Linked DNA regions of Mus musculus: region 2 is linked to region 1. The links are chromatin contacts, called in public HiChIP or PLAC-seq maps. All regions are on one chromosome and are shown on one strand. The core of a region is the stretch at or near the end of the contact, and the rest is flanking DNA. Distances in the headings are between cores, read along the strand shown.

What was found. HiChIP or PLAC-seq counts read pairs in DNA pulled down with a chosen protein or histone mark.
Region 2: an H3K27ac HiChIP or PLAC-seq map of embryonic stem cells shows a contact between it and region 1, with 5 read pairs. The contact joins the promoter of Dync1li1 here to the enhancer-like site in region 1. A contact is called at or near these places in 5 of 39 promoter capture datasets (embryonic stem cells, fetal liver, hematopoietic stem and progenitor cells and 1 more), 1 of 15 datasets of contacts at CTCF or cohesin (the NIH/3T3 cell line), 5 of 484 Hi-C or Micro-C datasets (the G1E-ER4 cell line, the HL-1 cell line, the MNK3 cell line and 1 more), 7 of 115 datasets of contacts at active chromatin or transcription factors (embryonic stem cells, epiblast stem cells, extraembryonic endoderm stem cells and 2 more) and 3 of 9 other capture datasets (adipose tissue, liver and pancreatic islet).

The regions. Positions count from the first base shown.
Region 1 is chr9:114,621,954-114,626,211 of GRCm38.p6, reverse strand. Cnot10 (CCR4-NOT transcription complex, subunit 10) reads left to right here. Exons shown (of 20, transcript NM_153585.5): 7 at 309-392; 8 at 3,250-3,367. Among named protein-coding and RNA genes, the nearest start is that of Gm51659, 11 kb to the left of the region's middle. Within about 2 kb of position 1,526, at least 4 of the 459 cell types and tissues checked have an H3K27ac peak or open chromatin away from gene starts, as enhancers often do. A contact at or near this core is called in embryonic stem cells, where this site is marked.
Region 2 is chr9:114,686,874-114,690,861 of GRCm38.p6, reverse strand. Dync1li1 (dynein cytoplasmic 1 light intermediate chain 1) reads right to left here and starts at 2,031. Exons shown (of 13, transcript NM_146229.2): 1 at 1,835-2,031; 2 at 1,580-1,653. The coding sequence starts at 1,980.

The DNA.
Region 1 (4,258 bases), core at 277-2,776:
TAGCCTGTAGTGTATGATAAAGTAATATATTGAATTTTAAAATTATCTTATGCAGATTTGAGTTTGTAGGTTTTGCTCAGGGGTAGAATGATGGCCTGCAATACATGAAGCCTTAGTTTCTATCCCCAGCACCACAAGAAAATAAACAGGAAACAGATACTTAAGATAATTTTAAAGTTGCATTTGCGTATGACTGGCTTTTGACTCTGTTGTATGCAAATGAGAGTTAATGTCCTGGACTGGCTAGCAAAGGTTGAGCCTGTGCAAGTGACCCACCCCTCTTACATGTTTCCATTCCTCATTGACAGTACAAAGTCAGAGGGTACATCCAGATGAAGTCCCTGAAGGCTTGCAAAAGGGAAATCAAGTCTGTCATGAACACAGCTGGAAATGTAAGTTCCTCCTGGACTTTCCTCTTGGTGGTCACTTTCTGGCTTTCTTATTGAGACTGTGAGGATTTGTCAGTTCGCAAAGGTAAAACACATGTCTGTAACCCCAGCTCTGGGGAGGACAGGATGGGCTTGCCGGCTTCCAGCCTACCACAGGAAACGCTCTCCAAGTTCAGGGGGAGCTTCAGCAGACTCAGCAGAATAGGAAAGGGTGGGATACCTGCTGCCGTTTTGTGGTCTCTGCACACAGGCACACACACACCTGCACACGTACACTCGAGTAAAGAAATCCTGGGCTTTCTTTATGGATGGAGGGGTTGGTGTTTGGTTGTTTGTGTGTGTGTGGAGGGGGCTGTTTTGTTTTGTTGGGGTTTTATTTTGGTTTGGGGGTGTTTATTTTTGTCTGGTTGGTTTTGTTTTTGTTTTTCAAGACGGGGTTACTGTGTTACCCTGGCTGTCCTGGAACTCACTTTGTAGACCAGGAATGAGTCCCAAGCACTAGATTAAAGGTGTGTACTACCACCACCCAGCTAATAAATCCTGTTTTTAAAACTGATGTTGTGCAGTTTACTGCTTGTACCTGAAGTACCTCTACCTAGAATAATCCCTGAGACTACAATTGCTTATTGACCAGATCTCTGGGCTGACAGAAGGCCCGACAGAGAAAGGACTAGACCATAGACAGAGAGTATGTTTATAAGTTAGCAAGTAAATCCTGGGGCGGAGATCCTCAGAGAACAGTGTCCAGACCTTTGTGTGCATTTGTATTCTAAATCAGTGCTCTCTGGAGGCCCCTCCAGTGTGAAGATTTAATGAGAGTGGTACGAAATCCAAGCCAAGGATTTTGGAATAGAAAGATTGGTGCCTGAAAACAAAACTTTGGAATTTCTTCTCTTCATATAGGAACATGGCTTCTTTTTATACTTGCAAGAATACTGGTTATTGGGAATTAACGAAAGGAGAACTTGAATCCTAAGAAAGGAGAAAGATTGGGGATAGCTCAGTGATACAGCACTGGCCTAGCACCACACAGTCAACCTTGGGTTTAGCCTCTAGCTCAGACAGACAGACAGACAGACAGACACACACATGGATTTAGTTCTATCATTTAAGAGGTGGAGGCAGGAGGAGCAGGAATTCAAGGCCAGTCTGGGCTGAAGTGTGACCATGTTAAAAACAAGGGCTAGAGAGATGGCACTCACTGCTCTTGCAATGTGAGTTTGATTCCCAGCGCCCACATCAGGCAGCTCACAATTGCCTGTAACTCCAGTTCCAGGGGATCTAAAACCCTTCTCTAACCTCCAATAGCCCTGAACACTCATATACATATAAATAAAAGTGAAAATAAAACCTTAAAAAAAAAAAAAAAGACATCCCTCCATAGTGTGCACATAAATAGAAAGCTTGGGTGTGGTGGCCCGGGCCTACACTATCAGCTTTGGGTGTTAGACTCGGGCGGATCTGTCGTTCAAGGTCATTCTTGGTTAGATAGCAAGTTCAAGACCAGCTTGGGTTCCTATGTGAGACCATGTCTTTAAAAAAAGCATGTGGGGAGGCTGGAGGGGTTGTTTGGTAATCAGGAATAAGTATTACTATTACAGGAAGACCTGCGTTTTATTCCCGTCAGCCATGTTGGGTGGCTCACAGCCTGTTATAAACCTCAGCTCCAGGAGATCTGACATCCTGTTCTGGTCTCCATAAACACCCATACTCAATGTGTCCCCCACTCCCACATACACTTACACATAAGCTAAAAAAATAAAGCTTTGTTTTAATGCCTTATTGCTGTAAAGAGACTCCATGACCAAGGCTACTTGAAAAAAAGAAAGCATTTAACTGAGGCTTGCTTACCATTTTAGGGAGAGCGGACAATGGTGGCACACGCAGACATGACACCGAGAAAGTAGCTGCAAGGTCTCTAGCAGGATCCCCAGACAGCAGGAAGGGAGAGCCTAGCTTGAGGCCACCCCCAGTGACATACTTCCTTAACAAGGCCACACCTCCTAACTCCTCTCAAATACTACTTGGGACCAAGCATTCAAATATCTGAGCCTGTGGGGGTCATCATTCTTATTCAAACCATATGATCTTTTTTAAAAACAAAAAGAACTACAGAAGACCACTCTCTAAGTTACTGTTCTACTGCTCTGAGGAGACACCATGACCAAGACAACTCACAAGATGAATTGTTTAATTTGGGGGCTCACGGCTCCAGAGGAATAGAGTCCATGACCATCATGTCAAGGAGCACGGCAGTTAGGCAGGCATGGCGCCATAGCAGCAGTTGCGAGCTTATGTTTGATCCTGGAGCACAAGGAGTAGAGAGCTATCTGGGAATGATATGGGCTTTTTAAACCGCAAAGCGTGGCCCCCGTAACACACCTCCTTTAACTGGGGATCAGGTTTTCAAATATGTTCATGGGGCTGTTTTCATTCAGAACACCATGACCATCAATTTTGCAATGACCATTAAAACAAAAGTCCTAGTTTGTGCTGTAAAACTGGCTTTTAATAAGCCAGACCCAGGGTTCTGTGCTTGTATTCCCAACTCCTTAAGAGGCTTAGGCAGAAGATCACTTGAACATAGAGCAGGCTGGGCGCAGGGAGGATGCAGGGAACAAAGACAGTCTTTTGATACTGTGTTATAGTGTTGTTGTTGTTAAGGTGGTCACTCACAGGCTTTTCTCTTTGAGACTTTGGTATTTTAAATAACAGGTCAGTGAGCATTTAGAAATTGTCTTCTGTGGCATGATTTAACCGATTGATTTATGTCCTAAACACTTCCATGCACAGCAGTATGTCACAATCGTGCAAAAGACAACTGAAAACAAATTTAAATCACTTTTATATTCCTTTACAGTCTGCACCTTCCCTGTTTCTTAAAAGCAACTTTGAGTACTTAAGGGGCAACTATCGAAAAGCGGTGAAGCTGTTGAATAGTTCAAACATTGCCGAGCATCCAGGCTTCATGAAGACAGGTAAAAGAAAACTGTAAAACTTTAGTTGATCTATTCCTTCTTGCTTGGGGTTCCTCCCACCTACACATCCCATTCTTCAGAGTGACTTCCATTCATTTTTAGGTAGAAGTGTTCTAAGCCTGATATGGTAGCACACTCTGATCCTGTCACTGGGCAGACTGGAGCAGAGGATTTTGAATTTGAGGCCAGCCTGGACTGTCTTTCAAAACTCTGTCTTACAAAAAGATTTTCATATTTCTTCCTGCAGAACGTTTACTGAGATTTTAGTGTATATATTATCTGCACATTGAAAGAGGGCTCATTACATCTTTGCTTTATTTAACCTTCCCTGTTCCTGCTCCGTTTTGAGAGGGAATGCTCAGGTGTTTGGTTTGGTTTGGATTCAGTTCAGATGCATACATAGCATGTACCTACAAACCTGCTCCACCTGGCCCTACTTTGCTGTCTTGAGTTCACTGGAGAGTGGAGAATGTCTGTCTTTTCCTATTTCACATTCTTTCAAGCAATCACTCTAGGCCTCCTGGGTTTGTGTAGCTTTGAGTCTTGTGTATCGTGTACGGATGACCTTGAGTTTTTGGTCCTCTGCCTCCTCAGGGTAGAAGTACAGGCGTGTACCACCACACCTATGAGTGTGATGCTGGGGCTTGATCCCAGGCCTGGTGAGGGCTAGAAAGCACCCAACCTATGAACCACATCGCCAGCCTGTTCCCCTGGGTTTTATTTCTGTTGTTTTTGTTGTGGTGGTATAAAATGATCTCTCAAATTACAAGTGTGCTGTGAGGAAAGTCAACTGCAGGTCAAGAGCCGGACAGGAAGTAGTCATTGAGTCAGTTCATTTATCTACGTTGTGATTTGCTTGCTCCTAGTGTTGAAATCCTTAATTTTTATCCA
Region 2 (3,988 bases), core at 782-3,281, 64 kb before region 1:
ACAGAGTAATGAAAACATAATCTACTCCAAGGGGGTCATTCAGTCTTAAGTTCACTTTATCAGTACACAATCTACCTACATTAATAACCTGTCTACAGTAGTAATTACAAACAGTCCCGGAACTGGTTTTTGTTTTGTTGCTTTGGGGCCCTGTTTTATTTCTGCCCCATCAATACCGCGTATTTGGGCAGTAATCCTTTCTGTTTTTAAGGAAGAAGACAGGCTTACTGGGCACAGGGCAATGGGAGCAGCAGGCAGAGCCACAACTCAACTGGGGGGGGAGGGGGTAATTCACTTGCTAAAGACATCCCAGGAATGCTTTCTCATTCACTCCGGTCCCTCACAGGATTCTCTGCGGCCTGGCTTTACAGTGAGCCATTTGGCTCTCCCACAGTTCCAGGAGGTAGGGACTGTTTCTCCATAACTCTCCTTTGAGAGATGAATGGACCGAGGTTTGTGGACAGTAGCAGACTTGCGTCAGATCCGCGTGGTTTGTACATGTTTGTACTCAGTCCTGGCTATCTGCACGTGGTGCTTTCAATCACAGGAAAAGACACAATGCTAAGCTTTCAACGAGCTTGACCACAGCTTCCCAAAGCACAGGCATGTGTTGTGTTGTGTTTTGTGTGTGTGTGTGTGTGTGTGTGCATGTAACTGGTGGTGGTGGGGTCATAGAGAATGAGTCATTTCTTCCTACCGACTCATTCATTGTCACCCGTGGAGAATCTCAGGTAACTAAAACTCTTCAAGCACAGTTTCTCAGCCTTTTGGCTAAAATCAAAGAGTCTGAAGTCTCGAAACACCCACTTCCAAGTTGTAAAATATTACTGTCACCCTATTATACACTCCAATATCCTGCATGTAAAAAGAAAAGGTGGGGGTTGGAATTCCTCCCAGAGCTGGAAAGACCTGCAAAACTGTTAAGTGGGATTGTTTATTGTCCCTGGGTCCTTTATCCTCACTTTGCAGCCAGTAGATTTAAAAAAAAAAAAAAAAAAAAACCTAAGAGAAAGGGGAGACATGTCTCCCTTATTCCAGCCATTCCGCTGAGGGCACTAAATGAGAACGCTGTTCTACTGCCCTTTACAAATTTCAGAGTTATTAGGTGACAGTTAAAAAGGCAACTGCAACCCGAGCACCCAGCACTGGGAGAACGGGAGAACGCTGATTCAAATAACACTCCTCACGACCCAGTCTCTGGCTCCTGTCAATTACACAAAAGAGTCTGCTATTAAATATTGATGGCATGCATTTGCGCTGGGGCTCTCACCAAGAGCCCTCATGCTACCAATCTCTGTCAAAAACTGTCCCCGTCTTTCTAGGTAGAATCCCAGACCACTGGGAGTGCCTCGGGTGTTATGTTCATTCTGTCTCTCCCAGAGGAGATGACAGAGCCACCCCACATCCCAGGGAGGAGAAAAGACCGGAGGGTCCAGGCCGGAAGGACCAGGGACCCCTTGTCCCCCCAGCTGTCAGCAGCAAGCCGGGAGGCGGGGCGCAGCCGGGCCCGAGTGTCCGCACAAAGGCAGTGGGCGAACGGATGTGACCGTGCACCCGGGCCACATCGGATATCACTTACCCAGCAGCAGCACGTTCTTCCCGGTCGGGAGCTTGGAGCGCGAGCGCGTGGAGACCTCGCTGAGGATGCAGGACCTAACAGGGAGCAAGGCGCAGGCTAAGTAAGGCCGGGCCCGACCGAGGACGAGAACCGCCGGGCCCAGCTCCCGGGAGGCCCCGCCCGTCTCCCAGCTCCCGCGGGGCTCGGGGATCCCAGAGGCGTCCGCCCTGGCGAGGAGATAACCCGCGGGGGACCGGAGAGGGGTGCGGTCCTTACCAAAGGTTCTGCCCGTCCTCATCGTCGCCCGCCGCGGGGCCGCCGCTGCCCGACGCTAGCTCGTTGGCTAGGGGTCCGCTGGCGTAGGTCGAGGCTAGCCCGGGTGGAGATGAACCGAACGAGCCGACTCGCCCCACGGCCGCCATCTTGGTCGGGAATCACACCACTCCTGACAGGGCTGGAAGAACGAAGCGGCGACTGCGGCGGCGGCGGCAGCAGCGGCGGACGGAACCCGGATATGGACGCTCCGGGCTCGGGAGCCGACCGCGCCTGCGGGGGCGGGGACCAAGCCTGAGGGCGGGGTCTGGGGAGGGGTTGTCCAAGGAGCAGGGCGCTGCTGCACATGCGCGGCAGCAGACCGGGTCGCGCATGCGCGGCCTGATTCTCTGCTTGGACTGTGGTAATGCTGGTTTTCCCTGTGTCTCCAAGCTGAAACGCCGCCCAAAGTGCACCACCCGTCATCCCGGTTGCCCGCCGGGCGTGCCGGGCATGTCAGTAAGCGAAGCAGCTTCCCACCTTTCAGTGGGGCGGTAACCTGGGACCGGCGTGGATATCCAGCGCTGCCCACCCTTCAGTTGGGCCAAGTGGGGTTCAACAGCCTTAACTACCCCGGTCCTGGATTTCTGCTCTTTCCTCCTTAAATTCTAAAAGGACGATGAGTACCTCAAGGTGGACCCACATCTGGAGCCGGTTCTTCCAGACTCTTTGCGACTGCGAGACATAAATGTTGGCAACACTTGGAAAATTAATGGTCTTGATGGATTTGTGTTTTGGTTTGTTTTCTGATGGGAATCTCACGTAGCCCAGGCTAGAGTCTTTACCGATCTGCTTGCCTGTGGGTCCTAAGTGCTGAGGCAGGTGAACCGGTGCACATCACTATGCCCACCTCTGGTCTGATGTCTGATGTTTCAGATTCCTGTGAGATCTGAAAAGACTCCCTACAGGAGTCGGCTCTCCGTTACCATGGTTAATACACAAGCACGGAGAACCTAAGCCAGACCCCAGATAATTCTCTACTAGAACTTGATTAGCTAAATATAATGGAAAATCTAAGGCCTGTTTCCAGAAAGAGTCGATGGCTTTAAGGCTGTCGTGCGCCCCATAAGAACAATTGCTGAAGATAGTCTGACTTTTGAACATTTTTTCCCCTTACTTTGAAGAGAGCTCGTTCACGTGACCCGAGTGATGATGCTACTATGCAAGCGAGAAAATCCACAACCCCGCGCTGCATTTGCTACAGGCACTGCATTTACTAGGGTTTGTCCACTCGCTAATCTCGAGTTCAGACCCTAGTAATGTGGGATAAAGGGAAGATTAAATGGGATGATTCACATAAAAGATTTATAACTGTGCCCAGAAAATCATAAGTGTTCAGCGCGTGGTAATTACTGTTTTTATTTTTAAATCTTCTGTCAAAGATATATTTATTACTTTATGTATACAGGTATTTTGCCTGGATGTATGTCTGTGCACCACATGAATGTCTATGCCCTGGTGCCAGTAGAGGCCCGAAGGGAGCATCAATTCCCTGGAACGTGGATTGGGTTGAGAGCTAGCATGTGGGTGCTGGGAATTGAATCTAAGTCCTCTGGAAAGGAGCAAGTGCTCTTCTATTTGTTTGTTTGTTTGTTTGTTTATATGAGTACACTGTCACTGTCTTCAGACACACCAGAAGAGAACATCATATCCCATTACAGATGGTTGTGAGCCACCATGTAGTTGCAGGGAATTGAACTCAGGACCTCTGGAAGAGCAGTTGGTTCTCTTAACTGCTGAGCCATCTCTCCAGCCCAAGCAAGTGCTCTTAATTGCTGAGCTATATCTGCAGTCCTGTTAATCTGTGTGTGTCTGTGTGTTGATGCATGTGTCTTTGTGTTTATGCATGTGTATGTGTATATTTATGCATGTGTGTGTCTGTATATCTGTGTGTGTGTCTGTGTGTTTATGTGTGTGTGTGTGTGTGTGTTCATTCTCAAGAAAACAATGTTGGGTGTCAGTCCCCACCTTCCCCCTTGTTTGAGGTGGGGTCTCTTGGAGTTGGTCCATTTGTGGTTTGTCACTTCGTGGACCACACAAGTTGACCCTGGAGCATCCACCTCTCAGTTGATGTAGAAACACTGCTTGTCTGGCTTTACCTTGGATTCTAGGCCTCTT